Linked DNA regions of Mus musculus: regions 1, 2, 4 and 5 are each linked to region 3. The links are chromatin contacts, called in public Hi-C, HiCAR-type and promoter capture Hi-C maps. All regions are on one chromosome and are shown on one strand. Each heading gives the region's core, a stretch centred on a gene start, on an enhancer-like site or on the middle of the called end of the contact. The rest is flanking DNA. Distances are from core to core; before and after follow the strand shown.

The links. Promoter capture Hi-C pulls out the DNA fragments that hold promoters and counts their contacts. A called contact is a pair of places that touch in the nucleus more often than the background predicts. HiCAR-type assays count read pairs that join an accessible place to other places. Capture Hi-C pulls out chosen DNA fragments and counts their contacts.
Region 1: a HiCAR-type map of astrocytes shows a contact between it and region 3, with 3 times the contacts expected there. The contact joins the promoter of Rubcn here to the promoter of Umps in region 3. A contact is called at or near these places in 8 of 39 promoter capture datasets (the 3T3-L1 cell line, 3T3-L1-derived adipocytes, the HPC-7 cell line and 5 more) and 1 of 115 datasets of contacts at active chromatin or transcription factors (astrocytes).
Region 2: a contact with region 3 is called in a promoter capture Hi-C map of pre-B cells, with 2.6 times the contacts expected there. The contact joins the promoter of Lrch3 here to the promoter of Umps in region 3. A contact is called at or near these places in 2 of 39 promoter capture datasets (hippocampal neurons and pre-B cells) and 1 of 115 datasets of contacts at active chromatin or transcription factors (large pre-B cells).
Region 4: a contact with region 3 is called in a Hi-C map of B cells, with 6 read pairs. The contact joins the promoter of Cep19 here to the promoter of Umps in region 3. A contact is called at or near these places in 1 of 39 promoter capture datasets (hippocampal neurons) and 1 of 484 Hi-C or Micro-C datasets (B cells).
Region 5: a promoter capture Hi-C map of adipose tissue shows a contact between it and region 3, with 4 times the contacts expected there. The contact joins the promoter of Wdr53 here to the promoter of Umps in region 3. A contact is called at or near these places in 3 of 39 promoter capture datasets (hippocampal neurons, liver and pre-B cells) and 1 of 9 other capture datasets (adipose tissue).

What each region holds. Positions count from the first base shown.
Region 1 is chr16:32,866,917-32,869,616 of GRCm38.p6, forward strand. It overlaps Rubcn (RUN domain and cysteine-rich domain containing, Beclin 1-interacting protein), which reads right to left and starts at 1,450. Exons shown (of 19, transcript NM_172615.4): 1 at 1,177-1,450. The coding sequence starts at 1,244.
Region 2 is chr16:32,912,664-32,915,363 of GRCm38.p6, forward strand. It overlaps Lrch3 (leucine-rich repeats and calponin homology (CH) domain containing 3), which reads left to right and starts at 1,437. Exons shown (of 21, transcript NM_001081255.1): 1 at 1,437-1,740. The coding sequence starts at 1,479.
Region 3 is chr16:33,965,621-33,968,320 of GRCm38.p6, forward strand. It overlaps Umps (uridine monophosphate synthetase), which reads right to left and starts at 1,418. Exons shown (of 6, transcript NM_009471.3): 1 at 1,206-1,418. The coding sequence starts at 1,361.
Region 4 is chr16:32,098,439-32,101,138 of GRCm38.p6, forward strand. Cep19 (centrosomal protein 19) reads left to right here and starts at 1,351. Exons shown (of 4, transcript NM_025892.3): 1 at 1,351-1,673. Pigx (phosphatidylinositol glycan anchor biosynthesis, class X) reads right to left here and starts at 1,289. Exons shown (of 6, transcript NM_024464.3): 1 at 1,032-1,289. The coding sequence starts at 1,131.
Region 5 is chr16:32,245,880-32,248,579 of GRCm38.p6, forward strand. It overlaps Wdr53 (WD repeat domain 53), which reads left to right and starts at 1,348. Exons shown (of 3, transcript NM_001185162.1): 1 at 1,348-1,388. It overlaps Fbxo45 (F-box protein 45), which reads right to left and starts at 1,146. Exons shown (of 3, transcript NM_173439.2): 1 at 615-1,146. The coding sequence starts at 932.

The sequences.
Region 1 (2,700 bases), core at 200-2,699, 1.1 Mb before region 3:
TTAGTATGCACCATTCATAGACCTCGGTCAAGAACGCCAAGCTCTACTAATTCAGTAGGCCACAGGCTATATCATAGCAGAAATATTTTCACCCAGACACTTTTCAGCTCTCCCCTAGGAATATTTTAAGGTAAATTATTTTGCTTCTAGTCGTGGGACTTCACCTGCTCTGGAGACCATCATTGTACTAAACCTATTTTAAGTGTCAAGAAAAACTCCCTCACGCCATATTTCTACTGTGCCTCTGCTCCTGCATCCTCTTAAGATGTTGAGACCCTGCTTCTGTTGTTCTTGTGGTGCTGAGGATGGAGCCCAGGGCTGCCTGCATGCTAGGCAAGCACTCTACCCTGAATTACACTCCCAACCTAAGACCAGTTGTTAATGAAGCAATCCTAAGTAGGACACACACACACACACACACACATAAGTGTAGTTGTTTAAATTTAAAAAGAAAATAATCCCCCTATTTCTAGAAGCTAAGGTTTTCTGACAATAATTCCACAAAAACTTGAGCTTATTTAGTTTGCATTGTGGAGAAGCAGCAAAGGGGCTGAAGAAAAAAGAAACAGAGGTCCTCTCAGGGCAGCAGCATCTCACTGACAAAGGACATGCACATGATTTCTGTCCCTTCAGCGAGCCCACACCCAGTGCAATCAGTTTCTTTTAACCCACGGGCCTACCTCTCCTCCTCACCCACATTCATCTCTTCCTAACCTTGCTGAGCCATTGTAATCTAAAACCGTAGCTCCCAGAATATCTTAGCACCCTTTTAAAATCGGTCTGGGTTATCACAAGTTTTAACGCAGGGCACCAATCTTGTTTCTGCTCTTATCTATAGACTTTGGCCTATAAAAATCTCACTACAGCACCTCAGTCCTTTCTCCCAGACTCTCAATGTCCACCTCTCCTCTGGCAGTCTTGTATCTTAGTTTCTTCACTGTCTTCCCTGGCCCTCAAAGAATCATACCCACAGTTGCTCACCGTCCCTAAATTCATCTCCTCCCTTGTCCTTATACACGCCCCACCAGTCCCTCCTCTTGGAAATTCTTCCCAAACAAGTCACTTGAACAGTAGCTCTACAGGATGCCGCGCCCCGCACTGCGTGTCATGCCAGCCAAGTCTCCCTGTGCTCCCGCGCACGCAAGCAGCCCCGACTGCCAGCCGCTCCCAGCCCACCTGCTCTTCTCTAGCAGACGCTCCCCATCGCCGCCGCCAAGATCCATTCCCGCGCCCTCCGGACGCATCCGGACTATAAGGCCGTCTCGGGGCCAGAGAGAGGCTCCAGGCCGCTTCGACCGCCAGGGTACCCGGAGCACCCTCAAGAGAGGGGAGGCACCATGGCTGGTGAGCTTAGAACCATGCACTACACCCTGACAGCGACAGAGTCAAGGACTGCTGCCTCAGCTGCCGCTCTACCCCTGCCACCCCCACTTCCGGCTCCAAGAACTACAATTCCCAAAAAGCCCTTCGAAGGCCATCCTTCTCCCGGCATGCACTGCCCCATCCAATCCCAGGCTCCCCTAACCTGGGTACACGTGATGTGCTAGGCGAGTTTCCCTGGGCAGGGAACCTTGATTAAAAGCTCCATGTAACTAACGACAGTCAGGAATTCGAGGGCGAACTCCTGTCACACTTTACTCAGGAAATCAGACTCTGTCGGAGGTTAAAATAGACAATAAAACTGATATAATCCTAACTCGATTAACTTCACTTCAGTCCATTCCTGATTTAATACTTCTTGGTGTTGGAAGACTCCAAGCATTTACACCAAGAGATCACAAACTGAACCAGAAAAGGGCAGTAGAAAGGCTAGGAAGACTTTGAGGGAAGGTCTCTTGCAGGAGTGATGTCGGGGTACAGGTTACTGTTTTCTTTTTCTAAATATTCTTAAATGTATATGCGTGTGCCTGAGTGTATGTGCATCACATGCTTGTAAGGTGCCCGTGAAGGCACCGGAACAGGGACCCTCTACAAGAACAGATAGTTAACCCTTGAGTCAATTCTCCACCCTGTTTTGGTACTGTAGCACAGGTTGGGCTCAAAGTCAAGACCCTCAGCCTCCAGAATGCTGAGATTATAAGCATACACCACCAAAGCCATGCAGAGCAGTTTCTAGGATAAGAGTTTAACAAGGAGGGGAGGAGAGGCAGGAAGATGGACAAAACAGCTCTCACAGGTATTAAGAAAATAGCAGTTTTGAAAATCGTTGCTTCTTAGTAATCAAAACTGAGAAAGGGCAAGATGGTTCAGTAAGTAAAGAAGCTTGCTACCGAAACTAACCACCAGAGGTCAAACCCCAGACCTCCATGGTGGAAGGAGAGAACCAACTCCTGAGAGTTATTCTCTCCCCATGAATGTACATGCATGCATGCACTAAATGTGTATACACACCCAGTATATATACACATATATAAAGTTTTTTTAAAGCAAAGGAGTGGGACACAATGATGTGGGCATTCTCATGCAAGCAAGACCAGGTTATGAAATGACATGTTAAGGAGTTGGAATCAGCCATAGAACAGTGAGTTTTATCAAATGAGAGGGTATGGCAAATGTGCTTACAAAGCTAAGTTTACAATGTGGAAAGGAGATAGAGTAGGTATCTCATTAGAGGTAAGAGCGAAGTAGATAGACTGGTGATCCCTAGACTAGTCTGTGCATGATAGTCAAGAGTAAGACAAATCAGCTGCAAGAAACAAG
Region 2 (2,700 bases), core at 187-2,686, 1.1 Mb before region 3:
TTTACAATTTCTTGAACTCAGGAAAGTGCTTTTTGGGGGCTTCCCTGAAGTTGGGCTTTGAGTGATGAGCAGCTTCTCACACCTCATATTTTCTTTTGTGCTCTGTGATAGATTTTTCTCATCTGTGTCTTAATGTGCTCACATGCATCAAAATCATACTTGGAATTTTGCTCTCTGTCATCCTATTTTGTAACTTCAGGTTTTATTCAAAAACCTCACTCGTTCTTTTTTTTGGGGGTGGGGTGGGGTTTTGTTTTCAAGACAGGGTTTCTCTGTGTAGCCCTGGCTGTCCTGGAACTCACTCTGTAGACCAGGCTGTCCTCGAACTCAGAAATCCACCTGCCTCTGCCTCCCATGTGCTGGAATTAAAGGCGTGTGCCACCACTGCCCGACCCACCTCACTCGTTCTTGCTCTAGAGGGACTGCTTTGCCGTGCACTCTACTCAGCCCAATTGCTGTTTTCTTATTGTAACTGGCCTCCTTGGGTTCCAAAATAAAATTAGCTAATTCTTTAGAAAAGAGACTTTATCTGACAGGCCCTCGAATTCTGTACAGCAAAGTAAATTTGGTGAGTGATATTTGCATCACATATTAGGAATGGCTTGAATTTAAAACAGATTTGGAAAAATAAGAGACTGCAGGACTGGGAGGGTGGGGTTTTATTTAAATGTGAGTGGTAGTTTTCATTACTTGAATGGTTTCCGGTTTTGGTCTTTCGGTTCTAAATTTAATCCCAACATTTATTACATAGCCAGATTTCAATGTTAGATGTAAATATTATTCGTTCTGCTCTAGCTAGTGATAAAATCTGCGCAAACAGCCACAGTATTTAAGACGTTTGGTTTCATTAAGAGCTCTTTCATAAAAAGAGTTCGAAGCCAGCCTGGTCTACAAAGTGAGTTCCAGGACAGCCAGAGCTATACAGAGAAACCCTGTCTCGAAAAACAAAAAACAAACAAACAAAACAACAACAACAAATCTAAAATACATAACAATTTCAACAAGAATTAGGGACTTTGTAGCCGAATCTGCTCACACGGTATGTTTGTTTTCCCGTTCAAGAACTAATAGTATATCCACAAATTCCAGTTCAGATCATCTGGCGGTATGGTGACAAGCTGAGAGACAATTTTGGGCTTATCTCAGGGAGTCCCCTCTAAGTGCCCAAGTTTCTGGCAGCAACAGGGCTAAGGAATCTTTGCCGTTTAATGTAATCCACCACTGAGAGTTGGAGCGCTGTTAAGGACGGGTTTTGGTTTTTGTAGTGGCCTTTTAGGGAGCCCAGGGTACCGGGCTGCTCCAGCTCTGCGAAGTCGGTTCGGTTTCCCTGGAAAACCTGCTTGTGGGCGGGGCAGGCGGCTTGTTGCGCCCAGCGCGTCCGGGAGAGCTGTCCCCGGTCCGCGAGCCCCTTTCCCCGCCCACCCAGCGGATCGCGTGGCGCATGCGCAGAGCCGGGCCGGAGAGTTGTCGGCTGGGAAATGGCGGCCGCGGGCTTGGTGGCTGTGGTAGCGGCTGCGGAGTACTCTGGCCCTGTGGCGTCCGGGGGAAACCTCTCCGGTGCGACCTGTGGGCCGAGCCCTGGGTTGGGCCCTGGTCCTGGCCCGGGCTCTTGGAGCCGCTCGGTCGACCGAGCCCTGGAAGAGGCGGCGGTCACCGGGGTGCTGAGCCTGAGCGGCCGGAAACTGAGGGAGTTTCCCCGGGGAGCGGCCAACCATGACCTGACGGACACCACCCGGGCCGGTGAGCGGGGCGCGGGCATCCCTGCTACCCGGGACCCGTGGAGTGGGGGGCAGGGGGTGTGTGGCGACCGGCCCGAGGCTCCCCGGGTAACGGGGACCGCTGGCGGTACCGCGCACCCTCCCGGCCTGGCCAGACCCGGAGCCTGGGGTGCGGCAGCGCGCAGCAGCATCTCCGCTGCCGGCGAGAGGCAGTTGACGGGTGATCTTTCTTGAATCGCTCTCAGAAATCTCGGCATCAGTGCCCGCCCCGTAGACTTTTTGCCTCGCCCCGGTGTCTGCAGACCACTTTGCATTTGGGATGCCGAATTGACTTTGCTAAGAGTTGGAGCGTGGCAAGCACGTTCTTCCATCGTAGTATGGGTGACGCTGGGTGCTGCATTGTCAAAGGATCCAGGTCCGCTCTGGCGTTTTCCCTAGTGTGTGCGAGTATGTGTGTGTAATGTGGACTCTAACACTGGGAACAGCTTATTTCTCCGCCTCCGTCTGATTTACCGAAAAGTACTTGTAAAAATAGGCCATCTTTAGGTGCTCAGGACTTTCGTCTTCCATTCTTACCGCCGCCTAAGAAAACATGAAAAGAAGTAGGATATTGTCTACCACATCTATATTTGCTTTTCCCTTTAAAAACATTTCTGCGCCTTATATTGTTTAAGACAGGAAAGAGAATGGGGATTAAGTATTATTTGGTTTCCTTAGTTGTGGGAAACAATGTATGGTAACTGAGGTATTCAACATACTATATAATGTGTTCCTCTTGTGTTTTAAATATAGCTTCCTCCGGGAGTAGATTAAGAATTGAGTCCTTTTGTTTTACATAAGGGGAGGGGTCCCCTCAGAAGTAGTTTAAATGTTTTGTGTTTATGTCATATACATTGTTTCATCCTCATTCTGCTTGATTTTAAAATGTGAGAGTTAATACTTTTTCTTAGGCTTGTGTAGTCATCAAAGATTGGTAATTATT
Region 3 (2,700 bases), core at 168-2,667:
CCTTAAGTATGTGATAGGAACAGTACATTGAGGGCAGAGGGGTTGGTTTTTAAAAACAGGGTCTCCCTGTGCAACCCAGGCTGACCTCAAACTCACAATTCTCCTGCCTCAGCTTCCTGAATGCAGGAATTATAGATGTGCACCACCATACCTGGCTACATACATATTATGTCTTGATAGACCTCTGCAAATAATGGAAATATTCTACAGTTACACTAGGCAACAAAGTAGCCACTAGTAACTTTTAACTATTCCATTAGTATGTTTGGTCTTGGGACAAATTCTCATGTAGCCCAGGCTGGCCTTGAGCAGCACTATGAAGTGGGACCTTTAACTTTTGACTCCAACCCCAGTGCTTTATTTATTAACAATTCTGGCAGGCACACTGGCTCCTCTGGTAAAGGTTTTTCTGCCCAGCCTGACCACCTGAGTTCAATCCGTTTAACCCTCAAGACAGAGAGGGAGGGCGAGAACACACTCTGATCTTCGAAAGTGTACCACGGCACGTGCACACCTGGACACACACCCACACCCACTATAAACGCTAATACAAACTTCACAATGATCTATAATCCACACAGAGTCCCTAGCAACACTTCCTGCCATTTCTAACCTTTTATTCTAAATGCCATCTGCATGCAGTTCGGCTGGAGGCTTGTTATTCTAGAAAGCACTGCCTCAAGGCCGACTTGGCGGTGACTCACAGACAACCGACACGAGGTTTGAGAAACAACAGGCTAGAAACCTCTAAGTGCACACTTTACCCTTGCCAACCAAAAAATTCTGCCTTTCTGGTATCCACCATATGGCTTTCACTTCTTGCTACTGGCCATGCACTATTAAATCGAGTCGTTTGATCCGCTACTAATTTCTCCACCCTCCCGCCTTTTCCTTTCCTCCCTAATTGTCACTTTCTGGGGGTTAGGTACACAGAACTCACTCAAGGACTTCTCCGCCGGCCAGAGCCCAACAGGACACCCGGACTCTCGCAAAACACGTGTCTACACCGATCGGTCCAGAAACAAGGTCTCAAAGAAGCTGAAGGCTCCCGGTCCCCAAGCTCCTCCACACTCTCCAGACCAGCAGTCGGGAGGGCTTGCCTGCCTGGTCTGTGGCTCTCCCTTGTCCCCAATTTCGGCCACCCCCGCCATCTCCTGCTCTCTTTTCCCGCCACCCGGAGCCATCCCGTCCCTCGGGGCTGGTACCTGACTGAGAAGACGCGGGCGTGACACGATGCCCCGCAGGTCGATGTAGACTGGGGAGGAGAGCCCGCTCTTCAGGACGAAGCTCCCGAACTTGAAAGCCTGCACGTCATACAGCTCGGTGACCAAGGGGCCCAGGGCTTGGCTGGCGACCTCCATTCTCGCGCGCTCAGTTCGCTCTGGAAGCCGAGGGGCTTGGGGCCCGTGACGTCACCCAGAAGTCCCGCCTCTTCCGCCCCCCTTTCCGGCCCGGGCCGCGGGCTTCATTGAGTGTTCTAGATGCTTCCTGGTTGGGGAGGTGGGTTTTCAAACCTGAAAGCTAGATCGAAGCCTGATTTCCCCCGGAGGGATCTGTAGGCTTCGTTCATTTTTTATTTTGTTTGTTTTGTTTATAGCTGAGCGCTTCTTTATCTGATCCAGTCACTGTTAACAGCCACTTCCCTAATCTCTCAGGGTTTCTTTCCATAAAATAAAAATCCTCTAAGACAGAGCCTGTGGCTACCTTCTTGTATTAATTTTACAGCAGTTGGCGTGGGAGAGTTTCATAGTAATTTGCACATAGAAATCTGAAGCAGGTCACCGTGCACTCAGGGGCTGACAAACTTCCTTTAGACCACTTGAAGTGTACCAGATGAAGAAGGGTGGGGCCAGTTAGGGAGGATCAACTGACAGTATCTATTGGCTAACTGGAAGGGGAATGTTGGGCAGTTTGAAAACTCAAGCATATTTGGTTTACAAAACCCTTAGCTGGTTAAGTGAACTCCTGTAGTCCTAGCTATGTAAGAACCTGAAATGGGAGGATTCCAAGTTCAAGGCTGACCTAGGTATCTAGTGAGCCTGTGTTAATAATAATGATAATCCCCTAAGACTGTATTTTCCTTTTTGTTTGTTTGTTTGTTTTTTTCTTTTTTTCTTTTTTTTTTTTTTTTTTTTTTTTTTTGAGACAGGGTTTCTCTGTATAGCCTTGGCTGTCCTGGAACTCACTCTGTAGACCAGGCTGGCCTCGAACTCAGAGATCCACCTGCCTCTCAAGTGCTGGGATTGACTGTATTTTCCTATTTTAAGGAAATGCCACTTATCAAACAGACTGAGATTTCATTTTGTCTCTTTGTTTTCTCTAAAGAGATCGTGTTGAGCTCCCAGCGTGGAAACCCCCATAGATCCCAGCGTTTGTTTTGGGTTTGAAACAGGGCTTCCTTATGTTACCCAGCCTGATGTAGACTTCACAATGTAGTGAAGGCTCAGATTGCCCTCGAACTCACAGAGATCCATCTGCCTCTGCCTCCTGGGTGCTTGAATTAAAAGTGTTCACCACCATGACAGGTAAAATTTGTTGTCTTGACAGTTGTTTCTCATTACCAGCAACTTCAGTAAGGCCTTGATTAAATAAGAATTCAGATGTTAAAATGCTTTGTTCTTCTTGCTAGGTCAACAACTACGTTCATCTCTGTGTGCTGTTAATTGACAGAATGCTCAATAGATCAGCCTCATTCCCAGC
Region 4 (2,700 bases), core at 101-2,600, 1.9 Mb before region 3:
AGCAGAAATCTTCATAAAATGATTCACTAAAACTATTATTACTCAGTGACTAAAAGTTCAAGACTGGTGAGATGGCACCACCTTTGGTTCCAGCACTCAGTTTGGTCTACATACCAAGTTCCAAGAAAGACCATTTCTCAAGTATCAAATATTAAGAAACAAACAAACCCTAAAGGTTCAGTAGCCAGGTACCCTGCTCTAAAACACTGGCAAGAAATGTGTGGGAAGAACATTAAAATAAGAGTGTGAATCACTGATAAACCTGTTACTCAGCAACATGAAGCCAGGAGAATAAGCAGTTGGGAGACGCTTGAGGGTCCTACAATATAAAAGCGAGTCAACAGTTGCTGGGGGCAAACTGCAGAGAAAAAGAGATGGGAGGGGGGAAACTAGTGTTAGGACTGAAGAGCTGTCTGGAAGTCGCTTAGTGAGCTCCAGGGTTGCAGTTTTCAGGACTCACCCATTTTATCTTTCTACTGATGCAGCTTCTTTTGAGTTATCCTTGCTTCTAGTAAGTAGCCCCTCACCCATATTTCTAATAGTAGCCCCAATTAAAAAAAAAAAATCATTGGTTTACCAAACTGGACACTGGTACAAAGGTTACCTTTCTGGAGTGAGCAGGTTGTGCGTGTGTGCGTGCGTGCGTGTGTCCCTGGGAAGTATGTCACACAACACATCACCTCACCCCTTCTCCCATACATGCTGTTTGGGCATTCTCACACTTCGCTGGATGCCGAGGGTTCACTGCCTCTCAGGCAGCACAAGGCATCTTCAGGGGAACCATAAGCACCCCAAGATACTTCGTGGCTTGCTGTACTTGTTTCGTACTTGGGTCACAGCGTGGCCAGTCCCGCCTTGGAAAGACAAAGCCCGGCTCTGAAGCCCGGGATGGGACCCCCAGCAAAGATCACAAGGAGGGAAGGGCGCACAGGGCCTTTGTTGCTAACTTCCTCCGGCCTCGGGTACCCCAGGCGCCGCGGGTGCTCCCCACCTCCGCCCCAGCTCCGCACACACTCGCTCAGCCCCCTGACCTTTACCAGCGCTGAAAGGGGCGTCGCTGAAGTCCGCGGCGAGCCTGCCGACCAGCCAGGCTGCCCAAAGGAGCAGCCAGGCCACAGCGCCGGCAGCCAGGACGCCGGAGCCCGACGCCCGAAAGGGGCGCTCGGGGCAAGCTGCGGTCACCGAAGGAATCTGAGCACGCTGAGCGCGCGCTCACCTTTCCCGATGACCCGAACAGAACTCGGCTAACACTTCCACCCTAGGATCTCCCTACAACTCCAGGTTCCGGAGAGGCCAGCCCCCTGGCCCCGCCCCTCGTCATCCCGGCCGGGGCGGGGCGAGAGGCTGCGCAAGCGCAAATTGAGAGCCTTCTGTTGCCTTGGGAACGATCCTCGGGGCGCCTAGGTGGGCCCTTGGACCGGGCGAGCTGCCTTAGGACCGCACTCCCCGCGCTCAGCCCCGCTTCCTGCCCACAACCGGATGCGTGCGGGCTGAGCCCCCTGCCTCTGAGTTCACCCCATGGTTATTCCTGTAGGCTATGGCTATCGCCGTTTCCTGCAGCGTCAGGCTCCACCTCGCCTCAAAGTCGACCTAAGCTCCTCTGTGCAGTGCAGTAGGATGGAAACCACCCCCTCACTGCTGTTCAGATGTGCACTTCCTGTACTTCTTCAAGGGTAAGTAGGGTCGCCTTGCATTGGTGAGGACATGAATCGGGACCTCAGTATTCCCTTCGGTGTTGTGGGGAACAAATCTCTAGTAGGAAAAGTATATCAGGTAAAAATACATTAGGTAAATGTAATGTCATTCCTCCCAGTGCGTTAGCTGACCTAGTGCTGGTGCTGAACGGCAGGCAGGTTATGGGGTCTCGAAAGTGGGAGGATAGTGTAATATAGCACTACAAACATGCTATTAAGAAATATGGACAAAAACAAAAAAAAAAAAAGGCCAGGTAGTGGTGGTGTATGCTTTTAATCTCAGCACCCGGGAAGTAGAGGCGGTCAGATCTCTGAGTTTGAGGCCAGCCTGGTCTACAGAGTGAATCCAGGGCAGCGAGAGCTTCACAGAAAATCCTGACTTGAAACAACAACAACAATAATAATAATAAATTAAAAGGAAAACTCTTTAGTGAAGACCTTACGTTATTATCGACTCTATTCACAAGTGTGGCCCTTTGCTTATGTTTGTAGACCATATAGTGTCTGGAAAGTTTACTGACATCACACTCTAGTGAGGTGAACTGGGAATAGTGTCTGGGCATTGGCTCAGATCAAAGGCAAAGCCCAGCAATGTGAAAGGCAGCACTTTATTATGGTTGACCTCATAGGAGTAAAAATCTCACATCTGTCAGTAGGGTGAGAATACAGACTGTGATCCTATATGATAAATCTACCTAGCAACCATAAAATTTGCATTTAATACAGGAAACCGTATGTATGAGATAAAACTAAACTGTAGTCTATATATGTATTTATATTTATGCATATATGTATGTGACATACATATAGCTAGAAAAAAGAATAGAAGTTAGATGAACATTTCATTTTCTCTTTCTCTCACTTTTATTCCTATTTTTCTTTTTTTTTTAAGATTTATTTATTTATTATATGTAAGTACACTGTAGCTGTCTTCAGACACACCAGAAGAGGGCGTCAGATCTCATTACGGATGGTTGTGAGCCACCATGTGGTTGCTGGGATTTGA
Region 5 (2,700 bases), core at 98-2,597, 1.7 Mb before region 3:
GAGTAGAACTATGAAAAAGTTATCAATCACAGCAGGACAAGGCAGTGTGATGAGTTATATGGTGCCAATGAGAGGAAGTAATAGTAAAGTCTCTTTCTTACAAGTTAATTAGCAGGATGCCTAGTCTTATCATCACTTGGAATCGTGAAATATTGTGGCCCTAAGAGAACGTGGGTGAAAATAATGTTCTTGTTAATCAGAGCTAGGAAAAGGGGTAGTGAACGCAAAAGATCCCAGCAACTAGACCTATTTTAAAGCGACATCGACGAACTAATGCCTTAAGTCTACTTGGAGGCCAGAAAAAATACATGCTCATGAGTATCGGCTGGTGATCTGTCTTTAAGAGCAAAGACTGTCGAAAGTAGAAAGACTGCTGAAAATGAATGATGGGAAACCACCTAGTATTTTAAAAAGTGAGGTGGATTACGAAGCAGAACTTCAATCCAAAGAAAAGATCGTTATGGAGAGGAGGGGTGAGAGTGGTCCTGACTGGCTGAAGCCGTGGGAAGGCGGGATGCTGAGGTGAAACCTCTGACTCAAGCTTTGAAGATAAACCCCGAGAGCGGCGGGCGGGAGAGGAGCCGAGCTTCGACGTGGCCCCGGGATTCCCTCACCTTGGCCTTGTAGCTGGGCAGGTTGCAGAGGATGTCCGTGCGCAGAGCCTCTTCTGCTAGGCTGCGGGCGCACAGGCTCCGCCACACCTCGCTGTTCTCGTCGCCGTGGAGGCAGCGGTACCAGTGCTTGCAAACCAGGGCGCAGCTCCGCAGCTCGGACAGCTCCAGGTAGGAGAACACCAACTCCAGCACCCGGCTGGGCAACCGGCCGCCGACCCCGGAGGACCCCGAGCCCGCGCTGGCGCCGCCGCCGGCACCGGCGCCGCCACCACTAGCGCCGCCCGAGGCTGCCCCAGCCCCCGGGCCCGGCGCCGCCATCGCCTCACCAGCCGGCCCGAGGGCCGCCGCCGCCGCCGCTTCGCCCCGTCTCGGCGCGGGAGGCCAAGCCTCGCCTACAGCCGCGAGCGGCTCGCTCACCGCCCCTTTCAGCGCCAGCCGCTCGCGCCTCCACCGCTCCCGCCCCTGCCCCGGGGCGTCCGCTGCGCGCCCCGCCTCACTGAGGGCAGATGGCGCGAGCCGCTCGGGTTCCCGCCCCTCGGAGCCGCTCAGCGCGGGCGCCGGAACCGCCCGCCTCGCCCGGCCTGCCCGCGACGCGCCCCGGGATCCGCCATGCGAGTTGAGGGCAAGAAGCAAGGGCGCACGCCCAGCTCGCCCGCCGCGCCTCTCTGCCCGGAAGTGACTGTTCGGCAGAGGCGCCTCGCTCCCTAAAGCTTGATGGGATTGGATGCTGCGTGTGAGGTCATCGCTCGGCGCCACCGGGAACGGGAAGCCCAGGTATGAGGCTGTTGGCCAGCGGGGTTCGGATCTGTTCGCAAGTGCTTTTTTTCTGTTTTTCCTCTAATGGCCTTGACTCGGCTCTCCTTGGCCTCTCTTCCTACGGAGTTTCCCGTCTCACTTGGTTTCTGCTCCCTCTCTAACTTTGTTCACGACACTTCCCTTTTTTGCTAGCCAATTCTTAGATCCTTCACCTTCAGGTCGCTTGGATCAATTTCCTTTCCCTTTGCGCAGTTGAGGACCTCTTGTCGTGGTCAGGTTAGATCCATTTTATTATATTTTATTTTTTTTTACCTTGAGAAATTGACATCTTCTTTTCCTGGCTAGCGCCGTAGGGGACTCACCAGAACCCATTCTCAAAGTAAGGTGGCTAAACCTGAGCAACCCTCGTAAATACGCAGGTTTTATTATATTTGAGATTAAATAAACAAGTGTAGGTAATCTCAAAGTGTCATTTGAATACTAAGTGTCACAATCTTTTTGGACAAAATATAGTGTGTTCAGTAAAAAGTAGTAGTAAAAAGATTAAGAAAAACGTGTTGTTGTTGGGTTTTTTTGTTTTGTTTTGTTTGGTAATTTGTTAATCCCTAGAATGAGGTAAGGTGGAAACATAAAGATGATTTCCTGGGAGGAAAAGAACCTAGCATTATTTAGTTATGCTATTTTAAAGAGCATTTAGAAAAAGAATAATAGAGACTGGAGTGATGGCTGAGCAGTTAAGAGCACTTTCTGCTCTTGTAGAGGACCTAGGTTCGTTCCTAGCACCCATATGGGTGCTCAAGGCTTAACCTGAGTTGTAGCTTAAGTTCAAGGGGAGCCAAACCCTCTTCTGGCTTCGGGAATGACTGAGCTGTACACACATACATGCTATACACATAAAATAAAGTAAAAGAACTACAGTGTGAGCCAGGCATAGATGAGATCTTTTAATCTGACTTTTTTTTATATATAATTCTCAACGCAGCTCTATGAAGTGATTATTATAATAATAGGGCTCACAGACTCAGGCATCAAGTCCAGTGTCATGCAATTTTTATGTAGTAAACCTTGCCTGAGATCCACCTATGTGTAATTAACTTCCTGGTTTTTAGTAAAAACAAATGAACAGCAGCTGCTTCCCTACCCTGGTATAATTACATGCTTATGATTTGCTAATCCCTTCCTCAAGATGTCTTGCACCAAGTAACCCAAATTCTTGTCTGTTGTGGTCATGCTAATGCCACAGTCTTCTGGTTGTTTTGGTTGTCACTTAGTTTCTCCACATCAGGACTAACTTTAGTCCAAAGCTATGAAGGAGCGTTGACTCACACAT